Regions from separate parts of the Mus musculus genome. Here all the other regions are linked to region 4. A link is a contact called in public ChIA-PET and HiChIP or PLAC-seq data. All regions are on one chromosome and are shown on one strand. The core of a region is the stretch at or near the end of the contact, and the rest is flanking DNA. Distances in the headings are between cores, read along the strand shown. Region 1 overlaps LOC108169147 (a long non-coding RNA gene). Region 2 overlaps Tnip3 (TNFAIP3 interacting protein 3). Region 3 has its middle 23 kb from the start of Gm36144. Region 4 holds the start of Hpgds (hematopoietic prostaglandin D synthase).

What was found. ChIA-PET counts read pairs in DNA pulled down with a chosen protein or histone mark. HiChIP or PLAC-seq counts read pairs in DNA pulled down with a chosen protein or histone mark.
Region 1: an RNA polymerase II ChIA-PET map of memory CD8 T cells shows a contact between it and region 4, with 2.8 times the contacts expected there. The contact joins the enhancer-like site here to the promoter of Hpgds in region 4. A contact is called at or near these places in 7 of 39 promoter capture datasets (the C10 cell line, HPC-7-derived erythroid cells, embryonic stem cells and 3 more), 2 of 115 datasets of contacts at active chromatin or transcription factors (effector CD8 T cells and memory CD8 T cells) and 2 of 9 other capture datasets (adipose tissue and liver).
Region 2: a contact with region 4 is called in an H3K4me3 HiChIP or PLAC-seq map of bone marrow-derived macrophages, with 4 times the contacts expected there. The contact joins the enhancer-like site here to the promoter of Hpgds in region 4. A contact is called at or near these places in 2 of 39 promoter capture datasets (embryonic stem cells and macrophages), 3 of 115 datasets of contacts at active chromatin or transcription factors (bone marrow-derived macrophages and effector CD8 T cells) and 3 of 9 other capture datasets (embryonic stem cells, liver and macrophages).
Region 3: an RNA polymerase II ChIA-PET map of memory CD8 T cells shows a contact between it and region 4, with 57 read pairs. The contact joins the enhancer-like site here to the promoter of Hpgds in region 4. A contact is called at or near these places in 1 of 39 promoter capture datasets (the HPC-7 cell line), 3 of 484 Hi-C or Micro-C datasets (CD8 T cells, cerebral cortex and embryonic fibroblasts), 3 of 115 datasets of contacts at active chromatin or transcription factors (bone marrow-derived macrophages, effector CD8 T cells and memory CD8 T cells) and 2 of 9 other capture datasets (liver and macrophages).

What each region holds. Positions count from the first base shown.
Region 1 is chr6:65,526,696-65,529,395 of GRCm38.p6, forward strand. All of the region lies in intron 1 of LOC108169147 (a long non-coding RNA gene), which reads left to right. Among named protein-coding and RNA genes, the nearest start is that of Tnip3, 62 kb to the right of the region's middle. Within about 2 kb of position 1,421, at least 35 of the 459 cell types and tissues checked have an H3K27ac peak or open chromatin away from gene starts, as enhancers often do. A contact at or near this core is called in adipose tissue, hematopoietic stem and progenitor cells and memory CD8 T cells, where this site is marked.
Region 2 is chr6:65,610,666-65,613,365 of GRCm38.p6, forward strand. All of the region lies in intron 6 of Tnip3 (TNFAIP3 interacting protein 3), which reads left to right. Among named protein-coding and RNA genes, the nearest start is that of Tnip3, 22 kb to the left of the region's middle. Within about 2 kb of position 1,361, at least 46 of the 459 cell types and tissues checked have an H3K27ac peak or open chromatin away from gene starts, as enhancers often do. A contact at or near this core is called in bone marrow-derived macrophages and effector CD8 T cells, where this site is marked.
Region 3 is chr6:65,646,529-65,649,229 of GRCm38.p6, forward strand. No RefSeq gene overlaps it. Among named protein-coding and RNA genes, the nearest start is that of Gm36144, 23 kb to the right of the region's middle. Within about 2 kb of position 1,388, at least 36 of the 459 cell types and tissues checked have an H3K27ac peak or open chromatin away from gene starts, as enhancers often do. A contact at or near this core is called in CD8 T cells, the HPC-7 cell line and memory CD8 T cells, where this site is marked.
Region 4 is chr6:65,143,360-65,146,059 of GRCm38.p6, forward strand. It overlaps Hpgds (hematopoietic prostaglandin D synthase), which reads right to left and starts at 1,371. Exons shown (of 6, transcript NM_019455.4): 1 at 1,314-1,371.

The DNA.
Region 1 (2,700 bases), core at 171-2,670, 380 kb after region 4:
CCATTCTTTTGATCCTCACCTCAAGCTCAAAATAGGTAGAAAGGTTTCCTTCAGTTATAAAAGAGTGTAGACAAGTGCTGTGGGCTATCTATGTCTAGGTGACTCTCAAGGGATGGCACTCTTGTCACTGTGCTCAGCATCATTTTTGAGGTATAGCCATAGTTTTTTTTTCCTTTCAGTTTTAGAGAATACTTTGTCATTAGTCACATATTCTCTTTTGGAAAGTTGTTCAATGTTTTTTTTTTTTTTTCCCCCTGAAAAATACAGCTTACATCATTGAGTTTCCAAACGAAACAAGTAAACTGGTTGTGGCAGCCCATGAATAGAATTCCAGCGACCAAGAGGTTCAGGCAGAAGGGTGAGAAATTTATCCTCCACTAGGTAGCAAATGCTAAGCCAGTCTGGGATACATGCAACCTTGTCAGAAGCAAAAACAGTAGATTGCGGAACACCAAATGTTCTCAGTGGCTTGCCGTTATTGTTGTTAGTTAGTCTGTTTTTGAGGCTGTAATTAAGCATATTCCCCCCTTTCCTTTTCTCCCTTTTCTCATTACCCCATCAGATCACTTGTGTCCTGCTACTTCTCTTTTTCCTCCTCCCACATTCTTCAGTATTTACCCCTCTCCATACCCACAGTACCTCATTTTCCCATTTCTCTATTCTGATTAATTATACTCTACTATCCCCTTACTGTAACTCCCCCACCCCTATCCTAGCCATGGTCTTGTTTTGCTCTCTTAATTTTGGTAGTTGAATAATAATACTCCATAGTGCGTATCTACCACATTTTCATTATCCATTTACCAGTCAGAATTTATTTAGGTTGTTTTCATTTCCTAACTATTGTGACTAGAGCAGCAATGAACATGCTTGGTAGCTGTGGAGAAGGATACTGGTTCCCTTGGGGATATGCCAAAGAGTGGTATAGCTGGATGTATGGTAGCTTTTTTATCTTTTTGAGAATTCTCCCCACCAACTTTCATAATGTTCGCACCACTTTGCAATTCTACAGAGAACAAGGCTCCCTTTCCCCCTTTCCCCTCCAGTATTTGTTGCCAGTTGTTTTCTTGATTTTTGCAATTCTGCCTGGAATAAGATGTTGTTCTGATGTGATTTCCATAATTTTTTGAGGACAATGAATTTTTAAAAGGCATTCCTTAGCCATTTTTACTTTTTTGGGGAACTCTTTCTTCAGGTTCCAGGACCATTTTTTTTTTGAATGGGTCATTTGTTTTGTTTTGTTTCTGACTCTTTGTTTTTCAAATTCACTGTATGTTCTGCATATAATCCTCCAGCCAAGATTATTCCCCATTCTGAGGGCTTTCTCTTTAGAAGGCTGATGATTTCTTTAACAGTTTTAGTTTCTGTTTAGCTTTTTAGTTTCAGGAAGTTCACTTGTCAATGGTTGGCGTTAATGCTTGGCCAAATTGAGTCCAAAACAGGAAGTCCTTTCCTACACCCATGTTATATAGAGTACTGCCTCAGGAATACATGGGACTGCTTTGAAAACAAACACAGTACACTTCCCTTCACCTACACACATTTTAGTAGCACTAAGTGTATCCACTGGCTTCTGAAAGAAGAGCACATGGAGTCGGGGAGGAATAATGGGAGAAATTCCAGGGTGAGAAAGGAGCTAGATTTGGTTAATACACAATGTATGCTTGTATGACATTCTCAGACAATAGAAAGCACTGTAGTGTATTAAAATTAGAGAAATTCTGTTCAGCTTCAGTGAAAAATATGCATTCTTTTTTAATATTACTTGCAGGATAAAATGTAAAACACATAAATAATATCAAAAGCAATTGTTTGACTTATGGTAAGAAACATGTCTGATATGGACAGATTGGAATTTGCCTAAATATGGATTAGTACAGGAAAATTAATTTTTGATTAGAATATCTGTTGCTTATTTGAACACATGAAATAATATTTTAAAATAACAACAAATATTTAGATATAATTGTTCTGAGAGCATCCAACTTATAAAAGCCAAAGAACAGATTCAGATACAAATCTTGGCCCTCATCTCCAGGAGAAAGCCTCCATCAGTGTGGTCCGAGCTCAGCCATCATTTCTGATGGTCATAACTGACTGTCTTTCACTGATTTTCATTGGGAGCCGAGAGACACAGACTTCACTCTTCTGTTGCTCTGTGTAGAACCCAGACTTTGTGCTCCCAGCTTCAGTTCTTTGTGTTTACTTTTGTCAATCTGAGGATGATCACCTGAGTATTGAGCTGCAAGGTGCTTTCTGTGTGGCTCCGGGAATTACACTGTGTATGGTTGATTGACGTTTCCGTGATGACACTTAAAAACACACCATATTCTTCATCTTAAAAAATTTAGTGCAGATTAGAATATCTAGGAACATTACAAAGTCTTGTCTTAGAGAAGCGGAAGCCAAGCAAATAAGCTGGGGTGAGGTTGCAGCAGAGTGATGGATGGCTTACATAGTATAAAAGAATACCTAGATCAATCCCCAGGTTTGTAAACAAACATTGGCCCAGCCCGACCTTTACCAATTTCCCTTTCAAGTAAATGGGCATGTGTCTGGAGGAAGTGATACTGTTAGGAAGAGGCTAAGGACGGAGGTGGGGCTGGCTTACTTGTCGTGGATATGAAAACTACCTATGACAGGTTTTTCCTGAGCTGAACTTCAATAGAGAAGACCCATCTTTAGTCCAACATTTCTGTC
Region 2 (2,700 bases), core at 111-2,610, 470 kb after region 4:
CAAATCGAGCTCTAATTTTTTGGACAAATATATTTTACATGGGCTATTCTCAATCACCACATGTGACACCACCCAAAGGCCATTTTTACGTATAAGGTGAACAAAGTATAGTCAAACCAAAAAACTACACTGTGTTCTTCAGTTATAAAGTGCTATTTATTGAATTACCATGAGTTTTACTAGGTAGATGCAAAAGAGTTTTGACATTTTCCAGTTAAAAAGGAATTGTCTTGGAAGATGCAAGAAAAAAGTAGCTCACTAAAATTCTTCTTTGTAGCTGTGTTTGCCAAGACCGTTGAATAGTTATTTGTAAGCAGAATTGACTTGGACCAGGAACCTGATTGAGTCAGAACCTGAGCACCTTTGCTGTCCTTCCGAGGAGCAATATTTCTTGCCTCTGTGATCCCCCTGTTTGATTCTACTCTGCTTTGCCAGTATGGGTGGAACTCTCATTCAGGTGGAACGGTCATACATTTTCTACATCTTGGAATGAACAACCAACTCTCTCTCTGCCTTTAGGTTTTATTAGCAATGTAATCATACTTCAGCTCTGAGACTTTGAAGTAGGATTTTCCTAGCAAAGCACTTAGAAAAATGCATTTCTCCAGGTTGTCTGGAACCCTAGTACTTTTGTGTGAGAGTATAACTTAAACCCTTCTCCTTTGGGAGCAGACGGTATCTGTTGGGGAGCAGGACACTGGAACTTAGTGAGGTCCCTTTGGACCTGCGCCTTTCCCAGATGTGGCTAGTTGCTGGTCACTTCTACTCTATCTTTTCTTACTGGCTGTCCTACTTTTTCAGTCTTCACCAGAGACACTTCTCGGGCTCTTTCACCATAGCCATCACTCCTTACAAATTTTCTCCCGAGGATATAGAAGTAAATTAAGTTTGTGGGAAGTATAAGGAAAAAGAGAAACTTGATAGTCTTGTGAAATACAAGGTACATGAATAACTCAACCTTATGTTGAAATAGATATGGTTAGCTGCTTCTGTCAACCTTCATTAACAGGAAGAAGGAAAAAATTCATGTCCTATGGCATAGTAAACTTCCCCGGAAAGAATTTTAGATTATAATGTTAATACCAGAAGAGCCAGTGTTTGATGAAGGAGAAGTAAAGGCTTGCATTTAAAACAGTATTTATTCTATTGAATGAAATCAGTGTAACTCAGCCTCAAGGAGAATTTTAAAGGAATAATTCATATTTCTTTACATCTGCCCCTGAATTAAATCATAGCTCATTAATGTTGGTAAGATTACACTTTCTTACCTCCTGTTGGCAGCTCTCCTAGAATAGAAAGGTGGGGCTCACATCACTTAGCTGCACCATGTGCTACTTGTGCCATCTAAAAATAAACAAGAAGATAAAGAAACAGCTGATCTCATTTCCTCTTGCAGTTCTTTCATGGGCCAAAGAGTCAAGAGCCTAGGTGTCTGAGGGGTGAGTTGGGTCAGACTGCTGTGATCTGAAAGAGCTGACTAACCTTCATTCCAAGAGGTTAAATACCAAGCCAGTGGCTTAAAATTTTCCTGGTAGTTTAGGATATGATAAGTGTTGGGGCTTAGTTAGGGCTACTACTGGTGTGATGACACAAAATGATAAAAAACAAATTGGGAAGGAAAGAGTTTATTTGCTTAAAAGTTGTGAATCATAGTTCATTGAGGGAAGCCAAGACAGGAACTCAAACTTGATAGGAACACAGAGGCAGGAGCTAATGCAGAGACCACAGGGGCAGCAGGCCACAAAGAAGGTTACTCATTTGCTTCCCATGCCTTATTCAGCTTGATTTCTTACAGAACCCAGGATCACCAGCCCAGGGGTGGCACCACCTATGACAAGCTAATTAGCCAGATCTTAAGCAAGTGTTTTCCAAATTGAGGCTTCCTCCTGTTAGATGACAATAGCTTGTGTAAAGTTGATATAAAACTAGCCAACACAATAAAGTATCATTTATTCAGCGCAGCTGTCTTGTTCCCTAAAAATCAACAGGTAGGTGGAAACTTAGGAGGAAGCTTCAAGAAAAAATACACACATACACAGCACACACACACACACACACACACACACACACACACACAGTGTGTGTGTGTGTATTCCATTTAGTGTACCTATTGTGCAATGTGGAGCCAATCTTCTCTGGAGCTGCAGCAGGAAAGAAGCTTTGTCCAGCTTTTCCTCCTGAACTTCACTGTATTCCCAAGATGCCCGTGGTTTCCTCCTCAGTTCACTAGAAATTGTTAAATTGGATAGGTAATGATCCTTTCCCAATCTGTTGGTGGTCTTTTTGTCTTACTGACGGTGTCTTTTGCCTTGCAGAAACTTTGGAGTTTCATTAGGTCCCATTTGTCAATTCTTGATCTTACAGTACAAGCCGTTGCTGTTCTGTTCAGGAATTTTTCCCCTGTGCCCATATCTTCAAGGCTTTTCCCCACTTTCTCCTCTATAAGTTTCAGTGTCTCTGGTTTTATGTGAAGTTCCTTGATCCACTTAGATTTGACCTTAGTACAAGGAGATAAGTATGGATCGATTCGCATTCTTCTACACGATAACAACCAGTTGTGCCAGCACCAATTGTTGAAAATGCTGTCTTTCTTCCACTGGATGGTTTTAGCTCCCTTGTCGAAGATCAAGTGACCATAGGTGTGTGGGTTCATTTCTGGGTCTTCAATTCTATTCCATTGGTCTACTTGTCTGTCTCTAT
Region 3 (2,701 bases), core at 138-2,637, 500 kb after region 4:
ACGAAGCAGGAAGGCCATGCTGTGTATGGCAGGCATCGTTCCTCAAGTGCCTCTCAACTTAAAACCTGTGTGTGTTTTAAACATTTAGTCATAAGAATCTTCACCTGTGAGATTTTTTTTCCTTCTGCATCACTAAGCTAAAGTACTTCTTTGAATGGAATCTCGAATGGCAGAGATTCCACAGCCTCTCTAACTGGTTTTGTTCTCACAGTGGTTTTTGCTCTTTTTATATCCTCCAGTCACCTTGACTGAGCCTTTAGGACCTGTATGATCTTCAGTCTGTCCTCTAATTTATGCCTCTTTGTCTTTTTCTGCCATCTATTTAATATCTAATTACATCACTTCTCTTCTGTTTGGCACCATCCTCTAGATTCAGAGTCTAGAAGAACAGAAAGAGATTCAAGAAGAGCATTATGAAAGGGATTCACTGGAATGGCTGATATGAGTGTCTGCAGGCTAGAGAAGCTGAGACACCAATTACTGCTCAGTCCATGAAGCTGGATGTCAAGGATCGAAACCCAGTGAATGCCTGGAAGATTCCTGGGTAGCTACTACTCTTTATGTTAGAATGTCCAAGGTACTAGGTGGTGGCAAAAGTCTGCAGAGATGGAAGTGGGAGCCACAAGAGGAGGGATAGATAACCTCACTCATCAGGAATCAAAAGACAGGCCTGACAGGAAGCACTGTCCTTTTCTCAGATCTCTTTGTGATCTAGAGCACTTAGAGGAAGACACTGTTATCTCAAATAAAAATTCTCCTTAGCTAATCCTTTCTGTAAATGTCTCAACAGATCTTGGTGACTCCAGATCCTGTTAGGTAGACAACCAAGATAAGTCATCACATCTCCCTTGTGATGGAAAACATTAGCAAAGGTTCTCTCTGTGGGAAAGAGTCAACACATCAGGGACAGTTTGCTTTTAACATACTGAGCCATCTCTGACTCTGTGTCATTGTCATCTTTGCATATCCTGTCCAGCCTCTGGTATAATCCATGCATTTGTCCAAAATATTAGAAGTGGATGCTCTTGGCCAGATTTATAATAAGATGACACAACCCAAAGGACAGGCAGTTTTACATAGACAGTGTCACCTACCTACACCTCTGGATGGATACTATACAGAAAGGTAGGTGGCCCCTCCTTAGGGAGGTTTAACTTGTGTCTGGCTGAGTATGAGGTGGGCTGACCTGAAAGCCCAATTCTCATGCCACAGCCCATCCCAGTGCCTTTTCTCACGCCAGGCTCTCTTGCAAGCGGATCTACCGTGCTTTCTGCTGTATCCAAAGCTATGTTGCTTCAATCACCATTCTTGGTCCAACTGTACTGTGAGCTAGAGACACATTAATACAAAAGCTCTGAAACTCTGCTATTGACCTGACTCAGGAAGTAGCAGTCTGTAACCACATCCTGCAGAGGACTGTGCTGGCTGCAAGAGGTGCTTCGGGTATATGACATGTCCTCAGTAAATATCCATGACTGAATAAATAAGTGAATTCCTCCTTCAAAGAAACCCTGCTTGATTATGCTTTTCCTTTGAACAGTCCCTTCACTTCATGTTCGTCTTCAACCCTTAACTCTGTTCACAGGGTTCTGGACTACTGCGTGATGAGATTTAACCACTGTGTATCATCTTTAGCTTGTCTTGCTCTTTCGGTGTCATTCACATGGAAGGAAGCAAAGAAGGAAGATTCAGAAACAAACAAAAAGGCAAAGGAGAGCCCCCTGCTTGTCAGCTCAAAAGTCCAGGCTAAGAAAGTATCTGTGATTCTTTTCCTGAAATAGGTGCTGCTCCGTATTCCTTGATCACAAGTAAACCAGCATAGTACGGCACAAAAGAAGAGATAAAAACTGATGATCATCTCAGCACACACAGAAAATGCCAGGCAGGTTCAACATCCAAAAGATCACAGGAAATATTGCTTTCACTGGGGTGGCTGAAGCCATGCCCGGTCCAAAGTGAGGCTTCTAAAAAGTGAGGGTTCTACAAAGTGAGGGCTCTAGGAAGCAAGGTTCCCACAAGGCTTGCTTCTGTTCATGGCATACCAGAAGTAATGGACCAGAAAAAGAAATAAGTCTCTTGAATTGGAAGGAGAAAAGAAATATCCTTGTTTATGTAAAAAAAAAAAAACCCTAAACCCTCATCATCAACAACAAAACAGTATAAAAATAAAAAATAAATGAAATAAAGTGGCCAAGTACAAAATTGGGAGTATGAAAACCAGGGTATTTCTGTGTATGAACCATGAGCCATTCAAAAGAAAGCTTAGGAGAAGAATCCTATTCATAACAGTAAAACAAGCAAGACAGACAGACAGCAAGCAGGCCATCAAGCAAGCCATCAAGCCATCAAGCAAGCCATCAAGCAAGCAAGCAAGCAAGCAAGCAAGCAAGCAAAAACCAATAAATATGGGGAGGCAAGAAGGCTCAGCAGAGTTTCTTACTAAGAAAGAAGGAAAAAGAAACCAACTCTACACCCAAATTCTTGTCTGATCTCTACTTGTTTGCCACAACAGAAGACCTGGCCTATAATAATAAAAAATTAAGATTAAATCAAGTCCCAGCTGGGTGTCCTAGTTAGAGTTACTATTGTTGTGATGCAATTCCATGACACAAACCAAGTGAGAAAGGAAAGGATGTATCTGGCTTTTGCTTACACATCACTGTTTATCACTGAAGGAAGTCGGAGCAGGAACTCAAACAGG
Region 4 (2,700 bases), core at 121-2,620:
GTATGTCTAAAAGATGATAGAAATCCAAAGCCAATTCTCTGGCAGAAAGAGTCATCACCGATGGCTAGTTGCAACCCCAATTTTATAATTTATTTAACACCAGTGGCCTAACTGAACTCTCGCACTTCAATAAAAGATATCTGGAACTCAGAGATACTTGGGGTTCCCTGCCACGTTCTTTTCACATGTCCAGCAATTCTGCAATAGCTTGAGTCTGGAGTACACAACTGGAAGCATCCCTGGTCTTGCCGACAGTCTTAACCCCACCCCACATGTGGTGGACACGGCACACTGTTTGCACCTCTATTTGTGTAGAGTCTGGTATTTTAAAATGCAGGAGCTGGATGCAGAGAGCAGCTGAGGAGCTACTGTTCACAGGACATCTTGTCCATGTTGGACATCTTGCCCATGCTGGCATCTCCTAACAGAAGCCACTGCTCCTAACAACTAGGGGATGGAGCGTACAGGATTTCACGATTTCATAGTGCAAGGGGGGAGGGGAGTTTTAGTTCAGACCTGGACAATTTACTGGTAGGGAGTAAAAAATGTAGATCAAAAAAGAAATAGATGACACTTTATTTGCTAAGTTGCTCATTTCAAACACTGGATGCTTAATTTTGAATCAGTGAACTGGGATCTCTATTTTCTATCAAAAACCCCCAGAGAAATGCCACTTTCGAGGCTTGCTTTATGTTAACACCTGAGCACAGGGAGTAGCTACACTGCTCTTTAGGATTGTTAAGTTCAACCATCTGAACTGAAGTAAATCTTTTAAACTATCTCTACTGTCAAATGGTGAAGGAAGCAATTCTTGGACAAGCATAGACACATTTCAACCAAATATGCCTTAACATGATAGAATGTGATGCAAAAAAAGCCCCCGGACACACACACACACACACACACGCACACACACACACACACACACACACACACACACACACACACAGAGCACGCGCACACTCACATGCATGTGTGTGCACACGTATACAGGGTTGAAGGGGCATAAATGAAAATTTATACTGCTTTACATTCTAAAGAAAGTTACCAAGAGAGTTCTAAAGATGTTATCAAGGATGATCAAGATGGGATTTTCTTTTTCCTTCAGGGGTGGTGATGCTCAGGGAATTTCTAGAAGCTTTTGGATCCACAGCTCTTACAGGTTGTCATCCGATTTCTACGTGACCATGTGTGTATGAAAGCCTGGAGTGAGCTGACGCTGTTAAGATGGAACATATAGACCACCGAACAGTCTCAAGCTGGGGAAGACGGGGAGAATCAAACAGAAAGAAGAAAGAGTTCGTGTCACTTACCTATGCAGAGAGCCTTTCCTGTGCCGTGTCTCCGTGTCTCAGTTCCTGTCTGTACAGTGGTTTCTGTGATGAGTGGCAGTCACAAGACAGCCAGAGGCCACTTCCTCCACCTAAAAGCCTTCCTGCCTTTCTCACATGAGATGCACGAGTCCAAAGTTCAGCCTGTAAAGAGCTCTGGGTAGCTTTTGTCATCATTTCACAAGCTCTCTACATTAGTCCAACGTATTTGCATAAAGAGTAAAGTCGCAGTCACAGGTGCTTGTGTGTACAGATTGCTACAAGCTCTTTATTCTTAGTCTTACACCACAGACTTCTGGGGAATGAGAAAACAAGCCCTGTCACGTTTTCTTACAGAGACAAAAGTGTCTTACTTCATTTCCCAGTCTCCCTGGAGACGCCTTTGCCCCGTGCCTTCTCACCCGCGTCCACCCCCAGCACACGCACCGTTTGCTCACCGTTTGCTCTTCATCATGACGTCCCTCACTGCATGATTTATTTGTTTGGTCCCTGCCCTCACACAAGCAGTGTCTGTAACATCCAGTGCTTCAATGTTCCCTCTTTTGAGCTTTCTCCCTTCTACAGGATTGTTGGACATGTCACATAGACCCTGATCTCTATCTGATGGCTGAACGCTCTTAGCATTTCGGCATGGGTCAGACTTTTAAAGACTACATTTGCATGGTTGCTTGAGTTCTGTTTACACTCATTTCTTGGAAGAGGTCCACAGTTTGAAAGAGTCTTAGTGTACAAGATTCAAATACTCCATGAGAGTACCTTTTTCTAGTAGGAACTCATATCTATCAGCTTTAAATTATAACACAAGTTTAATTTCAGTGATAATATTAGCACAGCTTACTGAAAATGTCCAATAAAATATCTGCCTGTGCATCCTGAAATCTGGAAGTTACCCAATGAGACATTGAAACCACACGGTGCTTTTCATGTCCCCAGAACAATCATACCTAGGGGCAACTCTTTTTTTTTTTTAATTTAATTTTATTTTTATTAGGTATTTTCCTCGTTTACATTTTCAATGCTATCCCAAAAGTCCGCCATACCCACCCCCCCAATCCACTACCCACCCACTCCCCCGTTTTGGCCCTGGGGTTCCCCTGTACTGGGGCATATACAGTTTGCAAGTCCAATGGGCCTCTCTTTGCAGTGATGGCCAACTAGGCCATCTTTTGATACATATGCAGCTATAGTCAAGAGCTCCAGGGTACTGGTTAGTTCATAATGTTGTTCCACCTATAGGGTTGCAGTTCCCTTTAGCTCCTTGGGTAATTTCTCTAGCTCCTCCATTGGGGGCCGTGTGACCCATCCAATAGCTGACTGTGATCATCCACTTCTGTGTTTGCTAGGCCCCGGCATAGTCTCACAAGAGACA